2 separate regions of the Sus scrofa genome follow, and region 2 is linked to region 1. A link is a contact called in public Hi-C data. All regions are on one chromosome and are shown on one strand. Each heading gives the region's core, a stretch centred on a gene start, on an enhancer-like site or on the middle of the called end of the contact. The rest is flanking DNA. Distances are from core to core; before and after follow the strand shown. Region 1 holds the start of RARS2 (probable arginine--tRNA ligase, mitochondrial). Region 2 holds the start of AKIRIN2 (akirin 2).

Evidence for each region. Hi-C and Micro-C count contacts between places; a contact is called where the count stands out from the background.
Region 2: a Hi-C map of skeletal muscle shows a contact between it and region 1, with 4 times the contacts expected there. The contact joins the promoter of AKIRIN2 here to the promoter of RARS2 in region 1. A contact is called at or near these places in 2 of 5 promoter capture datasets (fetal liver and liver), 5 of 47 Hi-C or Micro-C datasets (heart right ventricle, liver and skeletal muscle) and 2 of 2 datasets of contacts at active chromatin or transcription factors (alveolar macrophages and skeletal muscle).

Annotation. Positions count from the first base shown.
Region 1 is chr1:55,980,683-55,986,585 of Sscrofa11.1, reverse strand. It overlaps RARS2 (probable arginine--tRNA ligase, mitochondrial), which reads left to right and starts at 4,492. Exons shown (of 19, transcript XM_021089854.1): 1 at 4,492-4,614. The coding sequence starts at 4,579. It overlaps ORC3 (origin recognition complex subunit 3), which reads right to left and starts at 4,454. Exons shown (of 20, transcript XM_021089812.1): 1 at 4,342-4,454; 2 at 1,424-1,478. The coding sequence starts at 4,365.
Region 2 is chr1:56,067,462-56,072,884 of Sscrofa11.1, reverse strand. AKIRIN2 (akirin 2) reads left to right here and starts at 3,303. Exons shown (of 5, transcript NM_001278752.1): 1 at 3,303-3,537. The coding sequence starts at 3,303.

The sequences.
Region 1 (5,903 bases), core at 3,243-5,742:
TTGCTATTTCTTGGGCCACTCCCTCGGCATATGGAGGTTCCCAGGCTAGGGGTCTAATTGGAGCTGTAGCCACTGGCCTACGCCAGAGCCACAGCAACGCGGGATCCGAGCCGCATCTGCAACCCTACACTACAGCTCACGGCAACGCCGGCCTTAACCCACTGAGCAAGGGCAGGGACCAAACCCGCAACCTCATGGTTCCTAGTCGGATTCATTAACCACTGCGCCACAACAGGAACTCCCAGTTTTTCTTTTTTAATTAAAAATTAGTACATGAGAGTGCTTAATTGCACATCATAATTTTCCATCAGAATTAATCTTCACAGTACTAAGTACTGAGTGTAAATACTCAATATATGCCTAAGAGGAGCTTTCAAAAAATACCAATACCTGGGTCCCACTCCCAAAGATTCTGATTCATTTGGTATGGGTTGGGGTCTGGACATTGCTATTTTTAAGAAACCCCCCAAGTTGAAACCTGAATAAGGTCAATGGACTGTACCATTGTCAGTTTGCTCCTTGTGATACTGAACTAAAGTGATACAATATGTTACCACTAGAGACATGAAGGGTTCAAGGGTACTCTCTAGGCTCTTACAACTGGATGTAAATCTAAAATTACATCAGAAAAGAAAAATCAATGAAAAAAAAAAAAAAGTTCCCCAAGTGATTCTAACCTGTAGCCATGATTGAGAACCAGTGCAATAAACATTTTCTGATTAACATTGACACCTTGAGTTGTCTGAGGTAATTAAGTCCTCTGAACGTGCTCACTAAACAGATAAAATGAAGACAGCGTTTAAAAAATAATTTTATTGAAGTATAAATTATAAATAATAAAATATGTCCATTTTAACAGTCTGATATGTCCTAACAAAAGTATACACTCATGGAGTTCCTGCCGTAGTACAAGTGGGTTAAGAATCCGACTGCAGAAGCTTGGATGGCTGTGGAGAGGAAGGTTCAATCCCTACCCTGGCCAGGGCAGTGGGTTAAGGGATTCAGCACTGCTGCAGCATTTGCAGACAAACAAACAAAACTCATTTAACCATCTCCTCAATCTAAAGAACATCTCTACCACTCCAAAAAGTCCCTCTACCCTTTGGCAGTGAATTCCTCCTATCTCAACCCGGGAAATCAGTGATATTTTTAAGACAATCCTTTTTAAGGAATGGTAACATACTCTTTGAAGGAAATTTACTTTCTAATTTGCCTTTTGAAGGTACATTTCAATTCACTTTTAGATTAGAACCCTGAGGAGTGCTCTTATCACTGTGTCCTATCTATCCCTCTGAACATAACTGTTACATCAAAGTAGTAAATTAAACAACCTTAGACAACAGAATTATTAATTCTGTAAGAGCTAGGTAAGTTTAAGAATTGGAGGAAGAAAATTAACAAATCAGATATTAAGATATCTTACCTACTGGCACAGAGATCTTTCTCTTCTTAACATTTGGTTTAAACACAAAGCAGCCCTGTAAAAAAGAAAGAAAAAAGCACAAATTTGAAGCAGCAAAGGAGGAAACAAATCTGATTGACCAAGTATTTTATGGATAAACATATTTTTTTAAGGTTTTTGTTTTGTTTTGTTTTTTGGTTTTTAGGGCCTCACCCACAGTGTATGGAAGTTCCCAGGCTAGGGGTCTAATTGGAGCTGCAGCTGCCAGCCACAGTCACAGCCACAGCCACATGGGATTTGAGCCACATCTGAGCCCTTCGCCATTGCTTGTGGCAATGCCAGATCCTTAACCCAATGAGCAAGGCCAGGGATCAAACCCATATCCTCATGGACACTCGCTGGGTTCGTAACCCACTGAGCCACAAGGGGAACTCCCTAAGGTGTTTCTTTAAAGTGCTAAGATATCTTACCTACTGGCACAGAGATCTTCTATCTGAATTATAGAAGGAAAATTCTTAAACAACAAGGGGACTAACTACTTTTTTCTCCTCCTTCCCATGGGAAGCTTATCTTTGATTCTTCTCTTTGAGACCTGATCTAAGAAACAAAGAAAAATAAAGCTGATAAAATTTAAAACTATAAAGTTCCATTTTTATAAAACCCTGTAAAGAAAGTAAATTGGTACTCTAAGTGAAAATCAAGAAGATCAAAAATACTGATGCCCTCCCATCTAAAAAGAAATATTTATTATTTAATTAAGTCCAAGGATCTAGAACCTTGATAGGACAGTTTTTTGGCTATTGATTCACCTTATATACCTTTCTTCACCTGATAAATTCTCAGTTATCCATTTAAGTTCTACTCAAACTCACCTGCTTTGGGGAACCTTTCCAGATTTTCTTTTACTGTGTATGATAGTTATTTATGGGTCTGTTTGCCCAAGTAGCTTGGACTGCATTTAATTCATAATGGTTTCCCAATGTTTAGTATAGGGCTAATATATAGGTTAGGCAATTGGTATACAGAAGGGACTAATGCTTGTCAATTAATTTTCCTGGTAATCTCCTAGCTACATTTAGTTTCATGTTAGTTTCATATCTGACAAGAGAACACAGGTCCCAAGCTGCTGGTCCTATGTTTATTCTACCAAACCTAAAGCTGTACATCAAGGATAGGCTCTTAAAGATTGCCATTTCTAGAAATTCCTTGGTGGCTTCAAAGGTTAAGGATCTGGCAATGCCACTGTTGCAGCTCAGGTCACAGCTGTGGCACAGGTTTGATCCCTGAACCAGGAATTTCTGCATGCTACAGGATCAGACAAAAAAACAACAAAAAAAGATTGCCATATCTATGGAAAATGAAAGAGTCATCTCAAAATAGAAGTAAAGATGGATGTGCAAATATAAAGTGGTGATTTGGATTACAGGGTCCAAAATAAGAATAAGAATTGTGCCTTATATTCTTGTATCTGCAAGTAGTGGAGCTATTTAAAATACACGAATTTTTTTTTATAAAAATTATGTGGTGCCATGACAAGCCTGTCACTTCTTCCTTTCTAGAGCCACCTGCAATTTGGTAAAGGAAGAGGAACTATGAAGGCATGAGCTAGGAAGAGTGCTAGGAATAGATCCTAATGTATGGCCATGGGAGTAATATTGTTAACTACTTTGAACTACTGATCAAGTGATGGTGCTGGAGATGGAAAAGGTTGGGAGGAGAGCAACAGCCACAAAGTGTAACAAGGAAAGAGAAGTTTAGACAGGAAAAAAAAAAAAAATTTGCAAAAAGCATGCTGACAGTTCCATGAACCAATGAAATAAAAAGAGACCTTATTTATGTAAGGTCTCCTTCATAATCATCTCAATAAAAGAGTTTCTGTTGTAATGCTCTAAATGCCTTCCTGAAAAGAAAAAAAAAAAAAAAAACCCTCTCACAATTTTGCAAGATATAAAAAAATCTCAGGCAACAAAAAGGATCAGGGACAGACTTCCTAAAAGCTATGGAACTTCATAACCAGGACAAAACAAAAACAGTACCAATCCTAATAAAAAAATACTAGCAGTTAAATATCTTCTTGCAGAGTCCTGGTTGTGGCTCAGAGGGTTAAGAACCCGACTTTGTACCCATGAGGATGCAGATGATCTCTGGCCTCACTCAGTGGGTTAAGGATCCAACCTTGCCACGACTGTGGCATAGGCTGCAGCTTGGATTAGACCCCTTGCCTGAGAAGGCCCATATGCCACAGGTGCAGCCCTAAAAAAGAAAAAAAAAACAAACAACTTCTTGCATTTGCACCTGGCATCACAGTACCCCAAAACCCTATCGCTTGTAGTTCTTCCTTGGTATGTAGTCTTGGAAGGCACTCTCATAATTTTAATTTTAATCAAAATTAAAAATTAAATCCATGGTATAGCCTTCTTCACTAATTTACTGTTTCAACATAGACACATCTTCGCAATTTCTTCACCAGCATTTTCAGCTTTATTAGACAGCTTAACTTTCCGAGGCTTCCGGATACACTCTCAATATTACTAAAGGTCTTACTTGGTCTGTAGCAGCACTGTCTAATAGAATTTTCGGTAATGATGGAAATATCTGTGCTTATTTAGTTTACCACTGTATCTCGGTACCTGTGTTCGGCGCACAATAAATATTCATGAGAAGGAAAAAGGAGGGGGGAATGGCGCACATCCTCGAAGCATCTGAGCTCCACAAACCATAGCTTACAAAGCCTCAGAGCCAAAACACTAAGATGGATCGGCGTCTTCTCTCTCTAAGCAAAACTGGCCTTCAAGGTATGCGAAGAAAAGACGCCTCCAGCTCGGCCAGCCGCTACCTCCCCTCGAGCCGGTACACTGAGGTCTATGTAACCTCCACTTCATCCCTTCTTTACAAGGGAAGTCCTAGCAGAGTCCTAGTGGGTGCCAGCCCCCACATACCTTGGACACCGACGAGGTGGCCATACTCCCAGCGATCCACGGAACTCCAGATGCACTCGGGATTTCCCGCGCTCCCTCGCGGCAGCAGGGCAAAGGTTAGTGGCAGTCCACGAGGCTCCTTGATTGGTTGGCAGCACCCTCCGGGGCGGGCTTCCGGCGCGCGGAGGCGGGGCGTGAAGAGGTGGGCTGGGCAGAGCTCTGAACCTTCCCACTGGGATCAGCTTCGTGGAATCAAACATGGCGTGCGGCTTCCGCAGGTCCATCGCGTGTCAGGTACGGACCCGGGAACTGACATAAGGAGGGCCTCCGCGCCCAGAAGGCCTTTCACTTCTGCGGGCGGGTTCCGCGGTAATCCCGTTTGTTTCTTCCGTCTCTTCCCCCCTTTCTGGAAGTGCTTGAGCTACTGGACGCAGACCCCGTGGAGGGTGGAGCCTGCGGTGAAAGTAAACCTTGAAAGGCACATGTTACTTCCCTTACTGTTTACTACCCGACAGCTCAGGGTGCTTTACCGGGGTGGTCATGGTTAGACCTTATAGAATTTAATCTTTCATACATTTGGTGAAGTCAGTGATGAATCTGAAGTTTCATTTGAAAGGATCTAATTTAAAAGCTGGTCATTTCTCTTGCGGTCATTTTGGCCACCTGTCCTAGGGTTATTTTTGGTAACTCCGAAGATAACATGAGACCCTGTTTTTCTTGGTTCAGAAACATTGTTAGCAGAAAACTGTGTTTGCCACTGGCTGTGGAGGCAAAAGACCACCAAGCCAAAGATCCAGAGGATTTATTACTCGCAGCAAGTAAAAACACTGGGGATCTTTCCCCAATTGGTGTTTCCCCAAATAGCAAAATTGGAGAAGCTTTAAGTTAAAGGGTACTCCTGAAGAGGCTTGAGGAGAGAATTCAAGTGTAGAATTGAGGCGAAGGTTGATTATGTCTAAGCTTGAGTTGGTTGAAGTCAGATGGGTCAGAAATGGTCCACATCTCCTTCCTTAGGTTCTAATCAGACTGGGGTCTTAGCTAGTAGTTGCCATCCTCTTTCTGGGTAGGGGGCTTCCTGCAGCAGTAGTCAAAGATGTATCATTATGTATATCACTTGAAAAGGAACTAGAACTTCTGCTTTATCCCTACTCTATTGCCTGACTGCTTTTCCTTTTTTTTCCTCTCCTACATTCCCTCACTTCCCTGATTTACTAATTACAATTACTATTGTTTGAATCTGTCCTTTGGAACTCTGGAAGGTCAGGGGGGCTGAGGCCTTTTTCCTACTTGAAGAAACAGGGAAACTGGAGTTCCCTTTGTAGCTCAGGAGGTTAAGGACCCTATGTCTCTGTGAGGATGTGGATTCGATTCTTGGTCTAGATCAGTGTGTTAACGACTCAGTGTTACTTCGAGCGGCAAAATAAATTGCAGATGCGGCTTGAATTTGGTGTTGCCTTGGCTGTAGCTAAGCCTCAGCTGCCTTTCTGATTGGACCTCTATCTAGCCAAGGAACTTCCATAAGCCACAGGTGCGGCCATAAAAAAAAAAGAAAGAAACTGGGAAACTGAAAGACTTTTGTACAC
Region 2 (5,423 bases), core at 2,054-4,553, 87 kb before region 1:
AGTTCTCTTTTCTTCTTGATCAACATAAAAATTCACTTCTAAACTGTGTTAAGACTTATAGCCTTTTAAGTATTATTTTTATTTTTAATATTAGCCTAGGAAATATAATTAGGTTTTTTTTTCCCTTCCACAGTTTTTTTCTATCCTAAAAGGGTAACTGTAATATTTTCATAGGTGACTATCTCAAGGGACAAGTCATAATGTGGACTCCTGGGAGGACAGGGTGATTTCAAAATGTTCGAGAAACATTCTGTGGGTATCTATTGAAGAGTACAAGGTACCATACTATTGGCAAGGAGCTAATACAGTGGTGGGAGGGGCAGATTCATGAACAGAGAATTACAGTATTATGATATGGTGAGGGTAATGATGAAGAGATGCAGATAGGTGTCTCTTTTTCCATGAATCTAGAAAACTAATTCAGCCTTGAAATGTTAGGGGAAATCTTCCTATAGGAGATAATGTTGGCATTGCATCCGAAACTAGTGAGGCAGAATGTATGGAAGAGAGCTTGAGCAAGACACAGAGGTGAGTAGGGACGAGTTCCCCTTGTTCCTCTAAGCTTCTGAACAGGCTCCTTAGTCACCGGTAGAAGGAGAGGCTGCCCCAGCCCTGTCACTATTTAATCGTAGCAGAGAGACTTTTGAGGATGTGCTGTGTAGTGGTGATTATAAGGACAGCTACTATGACTAAAATGTCGAGTTTATCAGATATCTCCTGCCAACGTCATATACAACTCTCTCCTCCTTTTCTAGGCAATTCAGTGTAACTATAATAACCACCACCCCCTTTATTAGTTTCCTAGGGCTGCTGTAGCAGAGTGCTACAAACTGGGTGGCTTAACCAAGAGAAATGTATTGTCTCATAGTCTGGAGACTAGAATGTCTGAGATCAAGACATCAGCAGTGTTGGTTCCTTCTGTGGACTGTGAAGAGGGCTCTGTTCCATGCCTCTCCTCTGGCTTCTGCAGGTTCACTGGCAGTCTGTCTTTCTTTGGCTTGCTGATGCATCGCCTAGATTTCTGCCTTCATGTCCACATGGTGTTCTGCCCTTCTGTGTTCAAATTTCCCCTTTTTATGAGGATACTGGTCATTTTGGATTAGGGGGTCACCCTACTCCAAGAGGACTTCTTCTTAACTAATTACATCTGAAATATCTCTATTTCCAAATATGGTCACATTCTAAGATACGTGGGATTAGGACTTCAACATACAAATTTTGAGGATACCATTCAACTTATAACATTCCTTTTCCAATGTAACTTCCATAATTTAAGGTTAAATCTTAATTTCAAAATATACTTACCAGGAACATAAATGCTTTGTTTCTTATTTTCCATGGGTTAACCTATCTTTTCATACTTACTTACATAAAATAGGTATCGTCTGTTATTTTCACAATATCATAGATTTCATGGAGTGTTTAGAATTTAGTACAAATTTACCTATTAGGTATCACTGTTAAGCTGCTGTTTCATTAAATGCTGATCTTTTGCCAAAGATATTTTCGAAATAGTATATGTTAAAATCATCACAGTTGTTGACAGTGTGATCGGCACTGCTGATCTGAGGAGTTGAGCAGTTCTATAAAAGAAGAATAAATATATTAAACTACAGTCCAAAAGTAGTACAAAGAATAATAGACAAAATTATACAAAATATCTTTATCTGAATAAATGACAGGATAAAAAAGCATTGAAAGCCAGTATTTGATACTTATGATCATTTGATAATATAGCATTCACGTAGATAACTAGTTTTGTATTGGATTGGTGATAGCTTCCATAGGCAAAGGACTGATGACAGTTTTTCACATAAATCATTTTATAATTAATGCTTTATTTGATTTCTATTTTAGGTACCTGATTAGAAATATAACTTCTAGGAAATTTTTTTTTTCTTCTTACAAAATGGGTCCCAAATGGGTCTACTCCCTAGACATTTCATTGTCTTTTAATTTTTACCATTCGTTAAGATATACACCAGTATTCAACAGAGACAGTACAATTTCTGATGTCACTAGCTTTTTATCCAAGGCAAAACAATTTACATCTGCGTGTCGTTCAAACCCTTTTCATTTAAAGGGTAAAGCGGAATTTAATAAGTGGATGCAAGCAGCTACCTGGGAAGGGCAAAGCATCGAGTACAATCAAGGTTCCCGTAACCTGATACTATTACTGTTGTTCTCTTGCAGTCCTAAATAGGTTCCATAATCTTATTATTTCCTAGCCCCTCCATGTGACAGGTTGTGTCTTGGCCACTCTTATTATCAAAACTAATCTGTCTTGAGTTGTTAGGTGGGATTAGCTTTCTCTTTCTCGGTTGTTCAATCACTGTAGGAGCGGTACCAGGACAACTATGTCCTGAAATTTAAAGGTGGTTTTGTTGTTGCTGTTGTTGTTGTTGTTTTTAAAGCCTGCTTTCCCCACTGGTTGGCTTTCCTTTTTTCCCACTCTCTCTGAGCCTTTTCTTTTTTTCTCTTTCGCTCAGTTCCTTTTACATTCAAGCTGTGTAGGGGGATTTAAATTCCGATCCGGAACTCGGAATCGTGCGCCTTGAATGACGGGAGTCGTAGTTTCCGTGACTCCTCCCTAACCGCTTCTCACGCCGATTCTTCCGTAGAGTGAAAAACTACAAATCCCAGAATGCACATTTGGGTCGCCCACCCTCTATGCGCACGCGCCTTGAGGCCGCAGGATTTGAATCGGCGGCGTTGTTATTGACGCCATATTGGGGCCGGCGGCGGGTGGAAGAGTCGTACAGTGGAGGGGTTAGCGGCTGGACGTGTTCGCCTGAGCTCCTGCCGCCGCCGCCACCTCACAATCCTGCCGCATCGACCGCCGCTCTCTAGCTTCTGACCCTGTCTCGACGGGGGGCGGGGGTCTTAGGAGCCGTGTCCCAGCCTCACACCTCACGGGGCTGGTATCGACTTCTGAAGGAACCGGTCTCAGCGCAGGAGCGCCTCGGGCGCGGCGCAAAGCCCGAACGGACGGCGGGGGCGGCTGGAGCCTCTCCCGGGGGAGCCGCGCCTGAGGAGGCGGAAGAGCCCCCCTGACGCGGCCGGCGTGAGCTGCTGCCACCGCCCCTCCCGTTCTCGCCCCGGCCGGCCTGGGCCACTGCCCCTGCCGCTGAGGCGGCGGCGGCGGCGGCTCTGCTCCCCTCGTCGGCGCTCCGCCATCCGCCTCTCCGCTCTAGAGCCGGTCGGTTAGGCTCTTCGGGGCCTCGCTCTCCCCCCTTCCCTTGCCCTCCCCTCCCGTACCCCTCCTCTACCCCACCCAAGCCCGGCTCCCCGGCGGCCCGGCCATGGCGTGCGGAGCTACTCTGAAAAGGACTCTGGATTTCGACCCGCTGCTGAGCCCAGCGTCCCCAAAGCGGAGGCGATGTGCGCCATTGTCGGCGCCCACCTCGGCTGCCGCCTCCCCGTCGTCGGCGGCCGCGGCCACAGCCGCCTCCTTTTCGGCCGCCGCCGCCTCGCCGCAGAAGTATCTCCGAATGGAGCCGTCTCCCTTCGGCGACGTCTCCTCCCGCCTCACCACAGGTGGGACTCGGCTCTGCGGCCGCCGGTTCGGGGGGTGGGGTGCGGGGGAGAAGAGAGGACAGGGTCCTGGGGCGCGGGATGCGGCCACGAGGCTGGGGGTGCTGGACTGCTCCCCGTTCTTAGCAGAGTCCTCGGGCGACCACGTTTCTTTTAATCTCCTCCGGTCTTAGAGACACAATAGAAACGGCCTGATGTCAAGGGGGGGAGGTCAGGGTGGGGGTGGGTAGGGGCCATTCCTTGTCGGGTATTGTGGGGAAGAGGAAGATCTTTTTCTTGGGTCTGAATGACTGGAATCGAACGTTTCCGTAGTCTGGAGAGCCCCAGCGGAAATGATCAGAGAGGGTGCTACACGGAAATACAGGCAGGAGAAGGGTCACACATTTCGCCCCAATCTCAATGGCTGTCTTCCTGAATCGATTGGTTGCACCTATTAACTCTGGGACTGGGTGGTTTGAGGAGAGGCAGCAGCCCCTCCTCCGGTTCAGACATGGCTGATTTTAGTACCGAGGGGGTGGGGGGTGGGGAGGAATGTCACTGGGGCGAGATCTAGGCCTGTCATTAATCACCCACAAGAACGCCACTTTGGCTGAGTCAAGACCTGTTTCCCTAGCAGGGTCAACAACAAAGAAAATGCTCTTCCCGAGTACTGTAATATGATCAAACTATACGTCTAGACCTTGAGAAACTTGAACTTTTAATGAAAAGCAAATTGTATTGAAAATCGGGGTTGAGTAGGTGCTTTTAGTTGGAAGTGCTTTATTTCTGCCCAGAAGAGTAGTTGGAAGAAAAAAACCTAGGCCTTGAGACTAGTAAAGAAATAAACTCAAGATTCCGAGGGACTTAAGACTATTTTTGCTTTTCATCTTGAAGCATTTCCTGAAAGTGACCACGGGGAAATACCTCTTGGCTGCTTTGTACTGCATGTGTATGTCCAGTTTTTTCTGTACTTTGAAAATCCTCATGCGCCCCTGGCACACAAGGGATAGGATAGCTTTTGTGGACTGGTAGTGTAAATGTTTCCTTTGTGTGTAGCACGCAAAGGTTTCATGTGTGAGCCTTTGGTAATAATATGATCTGTAGACAAAGCCTTTTCATAGCTTGATTTACTTGTTTCTTTTTGGTTGGCTTAAAAAAATCTTCAGTATTTACCTCTGTTTGGTAACTTCCATTTGGAATTGACTTAGTTTTGTTTTTTCAGGTCAGATTTTAAAATATCCTTCCTCAAATGCCTAGGGTATTTTTTTTTTTTTTAAACTATTGAAACAGTGTCAAGAATGAGCTCCTGATGATTAACGTTATTTTTAGAGTTTGTCTTTTTAGTGAAATGGTATCATTGAAAATTGAAATGATACGGTGGAATCTTAACTAAAAGGCCACTTAAAAATAGCTCTAGCTAACCAGCAGTGAATTTCATTTGAGGGGAGTCAATTAATATAGTGTTAGGTTTGAGAGTTAAAAGTATATCTCAGTGCTAAAATAGTCTTGTGCATATAAGGTAAGTCAGCTAGGGGCAATATTGGTCTTCACTTTAAAGGGAATTAATTCACAATTTTGTGAGCCTTTGCAAATTTGTCTTCACTGATAGATTTGTAGTGTTGGCTGATACACTTGGCTCTGCAGTATCGTACATTAAGTGGACTAAATATAAATAGTAAAGTAACTGGAATTACTGGAATTGTTTAAGCTTGCTGATTCAGATTCACATTTTCCAAAATATTGTTATGTCTTCTGTTCTTCAAAAAAGAAGTTTTTTGACATCTACTCGAAGTTTGGTCGTATCCTGAACTCTCAAATCACATCCTGATTGATTTTTTTGAGACTAAGAAAAAAAATTTTTAGTTATTTCAACTGATTTGAACATTAACATGAAAAGTTGAGAAAAGCGG